Linked DNA regions of Mus musculus: region 1 is linked to region 2. A link is a contact called in public Hi-C data. All regions are on one chromosome and are shown on one strand. The core of a region is the stretch at or near the end of the contact, and the rest is flanking DNA. Distances in the headings are between cores, read along the strand shown. Region 1 overlaps Caly (calcyon neuron-specific vesicular protein). Region 2 holds the start of Utf1 (undifferentiated embryonic cell transcription factor 1).

The links. A called contact is a pair of places that touch in the nucleus more often than the background predicts.
Region 1: a Hi-C map of bone marrow-derived macrophages shows a contact between it and region 2, with 31 read pairs. The contact joins the enhancer-like site here to the promoter of Utf1 in region 2. A contact is called at or near these places in 14 of 39 promoter capture datasets (the 3T3-L1 cell line, the HPC-7 cell line, HPC-7-derived erythroid cells and 9 more), 1 of 15 datasets of contacts at CTCF or cohesin (the NIH/3T3 cell line), 10 of 484 Hi-C or Micro-C datasets (CD8 T cells, the N1E-115 cell line, bone marrow-derived macrophages and 5 more), 17 of 115 datasets of contacts at active chromatin or transcription factors (the NIH/3T3 cell line, bone marrow-derived dendritic cells, bone marrow-derived macrophages and 9 more) and 3 of 9 other capture datasets (adipose tissue, liver and pancreatic islet).

Annotation. Positions count from the first base shown.
Region 1 is chr7:140,075,519-140,081,709 of GRCm38.p6, forward strand. The region is part of intron 1 of Caly (calcyon neuron-specific vesicular protein); the gene reads right to left. Among named protein-coding and RNA genes, the nearest start is that of Caly, 3.9 kb to the right of the region's middle. Within about 2 kb of position 2,388, at least 23 of the 459 cell types and tissues checked have an H3K27ac peak or open chromatin away from gene starts, as enhancers often do. A contact at or near this core is called in bone marrow-derived macrophages, embryonic stem cells, pancreatic cancer cells and 1 more, where this site is marked.
Region 2 is chr7:139,942,292-139,947,968 of GRCm38.p6, forward strand. It overlaps Utf1 (undifferentiated embryonic cell transcription factor 1), which reads left to right and starts at 1,565. Exons shown (of 2, transcript NM_009482.2): 1 at 1,565-2,138; 2 at 2,236-2,821. The coding sequence starts at 1,583. The coding sequence ends at 2,699.

The DNA.
Region 1 (6,191 bases), core at 1,138-3,637, 130 kb after region 2:
TCACTTTATACACATCGCTTTATTCACATCACAGCCCACTCCTTCCCCTCTTCCCAGGCCCACTTTTACAAATCCCTCTCCCCATTTCCTCCACAAGATGCCCCCCCCCTTGGGCAACACTGGGCCCAATATAATAACGTATGGTTTTTTTTTTAAAGATTTATTTATTTTATATATGTGAGTACACTGTCGCTGTCTTCAGACAACCAGAAGAGGGCATCAGATCCCATGACAGATGGTTGTGAGCCATCAATCATGTGGTTGCTGGGAATCGAACTCAGGTCCTCTAGAAGAGTAGTCAGTGTTCTTAACCGCTGACCCATCTCTCCAGCCCCCAGTATAACCATCTTTAAAAGGAAATACTGTAAACGTATTGTGAAATTCCAGAGAAAGAACAAAGAAGCTCTCATCAACTCCTGAGGCCAACCCCTTCTTCCTCCCTCCCAGCTCCCAAGCACATTCAGAAGGAGGACTTACAAGTCAGTCTCCCCGCCCCCCCCGCCCCTTCCCCCCCTCAATCCCAGACAGTAGAGACCTGTGGTGAAACTTGAGCAGGCTGAGATCAGCAAAATATAAAAAGATCACGGAGGTTGTGTGTATTGCGGGTGCGGAATTTGGTAAGCAGTTCCATGGGGCTGGGGAGATGGTGGCTCAGTTGGTAAAGTGCTTGCTATGCAAGCATGGAGACCTGGCTCAGATCCCCAGTGCCCACACAGAAGCTGGGCCAGTGGCTGGCATCTATAATCCCAGTGTTGGGAGGAAATGGGCAGAGATGTGTGGAATTTGGTGGCTCAATAGCTACCTAGCCAGCATAGCTGAAATGCAGAGGTTGAAGTTCAGTGAGAGACTCTCTCAAAGTAAGGCAGAGAGTGATCGAGGAAAAAAGTAAAATGACCTATGCACACACAGGTGAGTGTACCTGAACACACAGGCACACATCACATACACAGACACACAAACACATACGCACACACAAAAGGTGCCTGGGGGGCAGGCACTGGAGAGATAGTTCAGCAGCTAAGAGCACTTGTTCTTGTAGAGGACTTGAGTTCAGTTCCCAGCACCAATATGGTGGCTCAAAAATGGTCTATAAAGCCAGTTCTGAGGACCTGACAAGTCTCTTCTGACCCCTGCAGACATCAGATACACAAGTGGTTACATACATAGTTACCAGGTTGTTAGCATTTTCCCTAGGCTCTGCCCAACAGTTACCTAGTAACAGCCAGGCTCCTACCTGGCTTGCTTCCTCTCCTCCCCCTCTTCCTCTCTTTCTCTCTCCCCTCTCTGTTGTTCTTTGTCCCCCTCTCTCTACCCCTTCCTCCAGGTCCCAAATAAATTCCTTTTTATATGGCATGGCTTGATTTCTCAGGGGGTTGCCTTGGCACTGGCCACCAAGGCACCCCCCTCACACTGCCGTTTTATAAAACACACATCACAGACAAAACATCCGTTCTGACACATAAAATAAATCTAAATTAAACAAAATAAGAAGGGATTGACAAGATGGCTCAGCAGTTAAAAGCATTTGCTGATTTGACAGAGGACCCGGGTTCAGTTCCTAGCATCTACATAGTGACTCACAATGACCCATAATTCCAGTTGGAGGGTCTCTGTCTCCCTCTTCTGACCTCCACAAGCATCAGGCATGCATGCGGTACTCAGACATACACTCAGGCAAAATGCCTATACAAATAAGAAAAATAAAATAAAATATTTAAAAAAATAAGAAAAACTAGCCAGCGAACACCTTTAATCTCAGCACTCAGGAAGGCAGAGGCAGGTGGATCTCTGAGTTTAAGGCCTGCCTGGTCTATAAAGTGAGTTGTGGACAGCCAAAGCTGTCACAGAGAAATCCTGTCTTGAAAAAAAAAACCTAAATAAATATAAAAATAAGAAAAGCTATCTCCTTTTTACATTAACAGCATAAAGAAGAAAATTATCTAGGCAATTTTAGCAGGAGTCAAAAATATATTTGGGAAGACTTGAAGTTCACTTACAATTTTAAAAATGTGCTTGCACACTGAGGGCAGAGGAAGAAGGATATTCTTAAATTCCAACAAATTTATTGAGTGTAAGTCTTGTTGTTTTGGTTTGTTTGTTTGTTTGTTGTGGTTTGTCGTTTGAGACAGGCTCTCATTATAGCTCAGGCTGGTCTTAAACTCCGGATCTTCGTGCCTCAGACTCCGGAGTCCGGGATTACAGGTGTGCATCATAACACAAACTTGAATTTGGGTTTTCTGTTTTTGAGACCACAGAAATACAGATGGCCTTGTCTGGTCTGGTGGTTTTCGTAAATACACATGGCCCCTTAGGCTCATGTATTTGAATGCTTAGTCACCAGGGAGTGTCACTACTTAAAGAAAAAAAAAAATACTTAGAAGAATTAGGAGGTGTGGCCTTGTTGGAGGAAGTGTGTCCTTGGGTGTGGACTTGGAGGTTTCAAAAGCCCACGCCTAGCAGAGGGTTTCTCTATGGTTGGATCAGGATGTAGCTCCGGGCTACTTCTCCAGCAGTGCGGCATTCCTTGGATAATGCACCAAACCTCTGAATCTGTAATCAAGCCTTCACTTGAATGCCTTTTTAATATAAGAGTTTCCTCGGTTATGGTGTCTCTTCACAGCATCAGAACTGACTAAGACAGCCAGTGAAGTTCCAGAAACGATGGTCCTGAGTGCTCAGTCAGCACAGTTGCACAGGGGCAAAGAAACCAGGCCAGGGGGTTGGAACCTAGTCCTGATTATTCATGGACGAAATCGCTGTTGTGTTTAAATGCAAAAGCAAATCCCGTGTGTGTGTGTGTGTGTGTGTGTGTGTGTGTGTGTAAACATTGAAAGACTCCAGGGTCAGCGAGATGGCTCAGTGGGTGACTGGCTGCCAAGCCGGGCAATCTGAGTTCAGTCCCCAGGACTCCCATGGTGGACCGAGAAAACCGCCTTCTGCAAGGTGTGCTCTGACCTCCACATGTGCAACGTGACATAATTTTACTCACACACAATACATAAGAGCAATACAATATTTAAGGGATGGGAGAAATAATTCAGTGGTTATAAGAACTGATTTTTTTTCTTCCACATCAATATCTAGCACCCACACAGCCGCTCACAGATCTGAAACTCCAGTTCCAGGGAGTCCAATGGCCTCTTCTTCAGGGGCACCGGAAATACATGAGGTGTACACACATACACATATGTAAAACACTAATACATACAAAAAATTTTAAAATGAAAAAGTCCAGTTAAATTTGAGTTTATAGAAAGCAGATGTATTTCTATATGTCAGTGGCAAATGTTTATTTTGATACTTTTAACTATGTGTGTAATTTATTTACTGTTTTCCATAAATGCATGTCTGTGCTTACTTGCACAGGTCAGAAGAGGGCGCTGCTGCCCCGGGAAATGGAGTTTTATTTGCGTCTGTATGTGCAGTTGCCTTCAGAAGCCAGGGCATCACATCCCTGAGCCGAGGCTATAAGGAATTGGGAGCTGCCTGATGCGGGTGCTTGGAATACAACTTAGGTCCCCTCTGCTCTCTACCTCTGAGACTACTCTCCAGCCCCTGTTTTTTTTTGTTCATTTGGTTTTTGGGGGTGTGTTTTGTTTTGTTTTGTTTTGTTTTAAAATAATGTTGGGTTTCACTCTATAGCCCTATACAGTCCAAGGCTGGCCTTGAACTCAATATTCTCTTGCCTCAGCCTCCCCAGATGTGAGCCAGCTAAGATTTCATTTAAATAATTTCAAGCCCCAGGACAGAGATGATGGGCAGTTGCTCCATATGGAAGGCCATGAAATATTGGCGAGGGGAGCAAGGCACATCTGAATCCTCCGTCAGGTAAAGAAGACTATCGTGCAGATTTTGGAGGTCTTTATGCTCTAACATCTCTGACAGTATTTATAGAATCAACAACTCTCAATCAAAATTCCAACAAATTTGTTTATGAACTTAAAACATCAAATTTTTTGTGTTGAAGGCAGAAAGACACAAGATGTTTGGACAAAGGAAGTCCATCTTGCTGGGTATCTGCCCTGAACACAGCAGTGTACACTGGTGGTGTTGATGCTTTGCAGAGGGAAACCCATTTGACATATTCTATGCATTCAGATCTCAGTTAATAGCAGAGAAGCTGCCTGCATCTTAATAATTAAAGTCTGCTTGGAACGGTGAAGCTAATCTGGTCACTACATGCATATTCAAATGCAGATAATGAGCACACACACAATGCACAAGTGAATACAGCAATTTGTTCTAGGTGCATGAACAGGGAAAACCGACACAACAGAGCACTCTAGAGACAGTGCAGAAGCATATTTACAGTCTCAGGAAGAGAAAGATTTCCCCAGCAGTACTCACAGAGGAAAATCTCAATAAAATGACTTTTCATGTTAAAATTAAGAATCCTTGCCTATAAAGACAAGACCTTCAAAGAGGACCTTCAAAGAGGAGAAACAGAAGCCAAAACTGGGAGATAATTGCAGCCCACAAGTGACAACAGGGTTGTTGTGGGTTGAATGATGTCCCCACAAAAAGGACCACAATTTTTAACTCGTAAGTGTCAGTGAAAGAGATGTTTAAGCAGCCCTTACAGTTGTAGTGGAATTAAGATGAGATCACACTAGAATGGGGGGAGATGGGGAGTTATTCCACAGTGGGCACCCTTACAAGAGGATTTGGACATAAGAGGAAGGTTTTCTGCAGATGGTGGCAGGCTGGGGTGATGCAGTGTTATCCAAGACTGCTCAGGACAGCTGAGTCTGGAAGGAGCAAAGGAAGACCCTCTCCTCACCGTTTCAACAGAAACACAGCTCTGGGGAAATCTGGTTTTGGACTTCTTGCCTCCAGGATGGTAAAAGTTGTGGTTATTTTGGACAGACTCCCTCAGAAAGCCAGGAGCCCTCCAGACCTACACGTGACAGAGCCTGAGGAACACAGCGTCAGGGGCAGCTGGGTGCAGAACTTCTCAGGACAAGAAAGTAGAGAAGGAAGGCTGGGTAGGGGATGAGGGAGCGGTGGCTATAAGAGGAGGGAAGGAAGCAGTATCTTCATGCACACCCTCCCTATCTCTGGCAGGCCCTTTAGAACCCGGTCCCTTTGACGCGTGGCATAGGTGACCTAGTGCCTGGCCCAGCCTTAATGGAGTGTCAATAAAGAATTTCCTTATGGGGTGGATCCGGTCCTAGTGAGGCAGCTGGCTCAAGGTTGGCCCTGAGCCCAAGGGGAACCGGACGGCTTAGGGCCCATCCGCTGGGCATTGTGATAGAGATGGATCAGAAATTATAAGGAATATAAACGGCCGGCCAGGTAATACAAGGAGGTAAAAGAACCAGGAAAGAAATCGGAACGGATAGACGATGTCGTCCCAAGCATTCAAGCCTCTACGACAAAAGACCTCTGCCTCCCCAAGAGCTCCGCCTATGGTTGCCTGGGTGATGCAGCGGCCAGGGCTAGTTTACGTCATCTCGGGTTCCCATGGCAACAAAGGCAGGCCTTTCGCTCCCTGTCAAATTTCTAGCCCTCCGTCGTCAGGCAGAACATCGCATCCCAAGAGTGGACAACTCTCACCTTCTCTCAGCACACCAGAAGATTCCATCTAGGATTTTGGGGTTCCCGCTGGGAAGATGATAGGGGTCATAAAGGTTTAGAATTGGGAAGACTTCCTAACATCATCCACGGGTCCTCCCCTCTATCCCACTCTGTCATTTGGTCTCCCGAGAGTTTGTTTTTCATTTTCAGCGCTCTCCGGGGGTGGTGGGGCGGGTATCTCTGATCACGGTCTATGCACCAACAAGACGCTGACGGACAAATATTGGAGGATGCGAATTTTTATTTGAAAACCCATAAAAGCTGGGTTAGAGGTCACAGACTCACGTTCACACGGACCCTTTCATGCTGCGTCACACAGAAGTGCACATTGGTGGGGGCTCGTGCTCTCCTCTTACGACGCTGCCGCAGTGCCCACCCTGGTCTGCTTGCACCCAAGCCTTTTAGGTCATAGATGTTTGCCTCCAGTTTGAACGGCTGTTGTTCTGTGGGGCCCAAGCAAAGAGGGACAGAGAGGAGGGGCACAGCTGCTTGTGGCTCCCGACACTCACCAGCCACCTGTGGCCCAGCATCTAGAGCCAAGCCCCGCGGCAGGTGGTTTGAGACAAATGGCTATCATACCTCCTACCATCCTTTAACCTTCACTCAGCGACCCC
Region 2 (5,677 bases), core at 315-2,814:
CCTGTCCCCAGAGCCACCAGATCCCATCACATGGGGGGCTTGAACCAGGTGATAAACACCTTGAAAACAACAGGCTGTAACTCAGAATACTGTCCCCAGGAAGCTAGGCTTGGAATGGCAAGTAGAGATGACCTGGCCTACCCCAGTCATGAGGAACACAGCCAGTGGTCCTTGGTCTTTGTTCAAGCCCCTAGTCACAAATCACTAAAGAAACAGCCGCTAATCTTTGCGCTACATTGTTGTCTTCGGTCCCACAGCAGGAGACCACCACAGTCCCAGAAGCAAGATGGCAGACTGGTACTCCTTTTGACTTCACTGATCTCTGTAAAACTAGGGCTACTAGGGACTTACTTGCCATCTTTTTAGGATGTTCCTTTTTCTTGTCTTGACTACATTGGCCAAGAATTCTACACTCAGACGAACTTTGAATATCGTTTTCTTAGTCTTAATCTTGAGGGGAAGAGTTGATACTTTGTCACCCTTTGTTAATAGATAGAAAGATTCCTTTTTGTAGTGTGTGTGAACTAAGATTCCAATTTAGCAGCCGCTGATCGCTATCAAATCTAGCACCCAAATGGCCTCCCTAGCTAGATGAGTCAACTAGATACAACATGTATCCATCCATCTTCCAAAGCCCCCAGCCAGAGCAGAATGGAGAGGATGGGTCTACAATTTGCATAGATAAACAACACATTCTGGTGCACTAGCCATACAAGGTGCCAGAGTTTTGTGTTTCTGGAGCTTTTCACAGGCTGTTTATGAGTAGTAACTAATGGGCGAAGCACAAATATAAAAACAAAAACAAACGAGCTGACTCCTCCCATCTGCCCTCTTCACTCGATCTTATTACATTGTACCTTGATTAAATGCTTTTTAAAAATGATTTATTTGGGCCTGGAAAGATGGCTCAGCAGGTAAGAGAGTGCTCTCACCGAAGGTCCTGAGTTCAAATCCCAGCAACCACATGGTGGCTCACAACCACCCGTAATGAGATTTGACGCCCTCTTCTGGTGTGTTTGAAGTCAGCTACAGTGTACTTAGGTATAATAACAAATAAGCCTTATTTTAAAAAGATGTATGTATGTATGTATGTATGTACTTAATATGAGTACATCGCTGTCTTTTGACACACCAGAAGAGGGCATCAGATCCTATTACAGATGGTTGTGAAACACCAGGTGGTTGCTGGGAATTGAACTTAGGACCTCTGGAAGAGCAGTCAGTGCTCTTAACCACTGAGCCATCTCTCTAGCCCTAAATGGTTTTTTGGGTTTTTTTTTTTAGTAAAAAAATTTTTACACGTTCTGTTTTGTGTAGCAGGGCAAAAAAACTCCGTTCTCAGGTCCTGGGTCCCTAAGGAAAGGACTAGAAAGGGGATGGGCTAGAATAAGCAAGGCACAGGCCAAGAGGAACTAGGTAGGCGAGGGGGCGGGGCGGCTAGACGATGGGAGGGTCGCAACGACCAGGTTCAGACGCAGAGGGCGGTGCGGGGTCCTTAGAGCGTGTGTGGGCGGCTCTGGAGGAGCCCTCCTCTCTGGTGAGGCCACGCCTTGGAGTGCACGCACCTCTACCTGGCTCAGGGATGCTGCTTCGTCCCCGGAGGTTGCCCGCTTTTTCTCCGCCGTCGCCAGCTAGCCCCGACGCTGAGCTGCGGTCGGCCGGGGATGTCCCGGTGACTACGTCTGATGCCTTCGCTACTTCGGGCGGGATGGCTGAACCCGGCTCGCCCAAGGCTCCCGTGTCCCCGGACTCGGCGCAGCGCACGCCCTGGAGTGCCCGAGAGACGGAGCTACTTCTGGGCACGCTGCTGCAGCCGGCCATGTGGCGCTCACTACTGCTGGACCGCAGGCAGACTCTGCCTACTTACCGCCGCGTGTCCGCCGCACTGGCCCGTCAGCAAGTTCGGCGCACGCCCGCTCAGTGCCGCCGTCGCTACAAGTTCCTCAAGGACAAACTCCGAGACTCCCAGGGCCAGCCGTCCGGACCCTTCGATAACCAGATCCGCCAACTCATGGGGCTATTGGGGGACGATGGGCCGCCGAGGGTTCGCCGCCGCTCTACTGGCCCTGGACGTCCCCAGCGCCGCGGCCGCTCGTCCCTCTCCGCGTTAGCACCCGCACCTGCACCGGTGGAGCAAGGTAGGAGCAGCCATGTGGGCAAGAAGGGTCTGGGTCTCCTGGGGAGGGGCGGAGCCCTGAGTTGGGATTCCGTACGTTCCGCGCGTTTCTCTCGTAGAGGCCGAGCTGCCGCTGGCTGCGGAAAATGACGAACCTGCCCCTGCGCTCAGATTCAGTTCTTCCACGACGAAGTCTGCAGGTGCCCACCGCATTACCAGCTCTCCTCCTCTTACGAGCACCGACACTCTGCCTCCTGAGCCGGGCCATACCTTCGAATCCTCCCCGACGCCAACCCCCGACCACGACGTGGAGACCCCGAATGAGCCTCCTGGCCTTTCCCAGGGCCGTGCTTCTTCCCCGCAGGTTGCTCCCCAGTCGTTGAATACCGCGTTGCTGCAGACCTTGACGCACTTGGGCGACATCTCAACAGTTCTGGGCCCTCTGCGCGACCAGCTGTCGACCCTGAACCAGCACGTGGAGCATCTACGAGGTTCCTTCGACCAAACCGTTTCTCTGGCGGTGGGGTTCATTCTGGGCAGTGCAGCCTCCGAGCGGGGCATCCTTGGGGACTTGCGCCAATAAAGCTTTGTTATCAGTCCTCTTCTCCAGAAACGACTCCCAGTCTACCCCGACCCCTGTTACTGTCCCCATCCCCATCTCAAACCTAGGTTCTTACCAAAATAAAGATTGTGTTTTCTACTTAATCCTGTGAATGAATTCGGACTCCAGGTCGCGGTAAGAATGGAACCCTAAGGGTAGAGGCTAAAAGACACAGCCCCTCGCCCCACAGTTGTGCATCTTTTCGGTGAAGATTTGGCGGAGTGGTACACAGTTGTTACCTGATGTTTGGGGCACCTGATGTGCGGAACCCCTCCACTGGTCAGCAGTGATTGAAACCCAGGGGCTGGCTGGATAAGGTACGTGGATGGCGGGTAGGCTAAGAAGTAGAAGGGCCTCTCTCAAGGCATTATGCTATTGAGTAAAGTAAAACATCCCTAAAGTTCTCGCCTATCCTGAGTAAAACTCAGTTTGAATACTCTGGGCCGTGTGAACCGGAATAGTCGGGGAGAACTTGGAAGACTTCCTCGGAGGTGTCAGATTTATAGAGAGAGGCTGGGGCCTGGGTATCAACCACTCCAACGGACTTAGCAAAGCCCAGCTGCCCAACTAGAACTTTCAAAGCTGAAATTCCAAGGTCCTCAGGGACTAGAGAGTCAGAGTGGGGGAGGGCTTAGGTGCAGGTAGAGGAAAGGAAGCTGCTGCCGGCACTTCACTAGCATAACAATGACGGCTCATCCTGAGGCTCCAATTTACAAATTCTGGGCCCATCCGGCCCTTACTGCTAACCCAAAGACTAAGTCTTGGCTAAGGGAAGTCCTGAGGAGTTTATCCAGATGGTCCCAAGGTCACAATTCCCCTTCTGAAGACTTGGAATGGACCTTCAGGTACTGACTTGTGGTGTGGACCTCCTGCCAGGTCCTGCGATCCCTTCTGTGAGAGACAAACTTGGAAAGGATCCCACTGTACAGGGAGAATAAGTTGCTAAAACCTTAGAGATGAGCCCACTCTGCAAATGCCTCCCCAGCAAACGCCTGGGAGCCACAGGGCCGGGGCTCCAGATACAGCCCAGGGGCCTCGGAAGTTTTATTTCCCCTAGACAATGACGGTGGTGCAGACCTTTAATTCCAGCACCCAAGAGGCGGTGGGATCTCTAAGTCTGAGACCTGTCTGTCTACAGAGTGAAAGATTGTATTTCCCAGCAAATGTACCCACACTAAGATGGGAATCTTAGTCCTGGAGAAGATGGTCCCAGGGCTTGGAGTAGACTTCACCTGAGGGTATGGGCTGAGCTACTGGAGAGCCCAAGGCGATCACTGCAGGAATCAGTCTCAAACCTGCCTCAGTCTTCAAACTGGGTGGGGGTGGGGGTTGTCTATTTTTAATCGCCTTAAGCATATGAAAAGCTTTGGGGTGTGTGTGTGTGTGTGTGTGTGTGTGTGTGTGTGTGTGTTTGTGTTTACTAGGGCTGATACTTTATCTGACCTGCCTTGCTTTCTGAATTTTTGTTTTAAAACAGAATTTCACTGTGTAGTTCTGTCTGGCCTTCGGTTCACTATGTAGACCAAATTGACCTCAGATTGGCCTGCCTCTTCTCTTGGGTGTTGGTATTAAAGGTGTGAGCCAACACAGTCAATTCAGTGTCTCCTCTCTCTCTCTCTTTCTCTTTCTCTCTCTCTCTCTCTCTCTCTCTCTCTCTCTCTCTCTCTCTCTCTCTCTGTGTGTGTGTGTGTGTGTGTGTGTGTGTGTGTGTGTGTGTGTGTGCCTTAGAACTCATTCTGTAGACCAGACTGGTCTTCAACTCAGAGATCTGTCTGCCTCCCAAGGAGGAACTAAAGACATGGGCCACAATGCCTGACATAACCCAATTACTTCTTAAGTCTTTAAACTTATTTGTCATCATTCTAGTGGGTTTGGGGTTGGCACACCTTTACAGCTAGTGGGCTTATGGAAATGCCCTTAGTTTTATAGCTAGTGGGCTTATGGAAATGACCTTATAAATGCGGTGTTTTATCTTCTCCCTCATCCCAGTGAACTGTGCTTCCTGCTTAGAGTTCTGTGCTGTGTAGCCTGTCAGTATAGAGTCTGTACACCAAGTAGGACAGTGTGGGCAGCCTTCCAGTTTCTGAGCCGAGTGACTAGTCTCACCTAACTGAGTTGTTGAGTACTGACCCTGAGTTAGGAGCAAGCCCCTTTAAGAACCGGGGATGAGCCTTAGGGTGCTCCCCTCTAGTGTTTATTGCACTATCCCTGAGGCAAAGGCTTTGTACGTGAGCCCTCCACTCTGAGGACCAGGCTTTCCTCCTCACTGCTCATGCTGATGGGACCTCTCATCCCATCTAAAATCTGCTCTGAGGGTACCAGCATCCTGCTGCTTCCTCAAGTTTATGTCTGGTGGGATCTGGGCCTCAGTAAAGTCAACTCTCCAATAGTTCCAGTATGGTGTTGATAAAGGAATGCTTATTTGTTTTATAGTTAACGAACCTCACCAGTTTGGGACTCTTTGTCCCAGGAGGAGTTGACTCTGTGGCTTTTATTAAGTTTTTTTTTTTTTTTTTTTTTTTTTTTTGGTTGGGTTGGGTTTTTGGTTGGTTGGTTTTTTTGTTTTGTTTTGTTTCACTGTGATGGAAATAAGAAACAAGATCCTGTTCATGGTGGGCAAGGATCTACAGTGCAACTGTGTCTTCACCTCTGTCCTCCCTAAAATTTAGCAAATGTAAATTATATGCATAGCACTTGCCTGCACCGGGCCCTCAGCTCAAGCCCTAACACCATCAAGTACAGAAATAGATGCTCCACAGCTCTAAGTTCATAATTTCCTGTCTCCTGGTTCTTATTGGTCTGAGTTAATGCTTGGTCTACACATGATTCTCTCAATTATGTCAGGCATACCGTGTCCCGGTAGTGATTTATCTTGTGAATCCTCAAACCCCTTCACAGCACTGGGACTATTTATTGGCTTTCTTACTTAACCAAGTCCTTGAATTTTTGGTCTAGTGTAT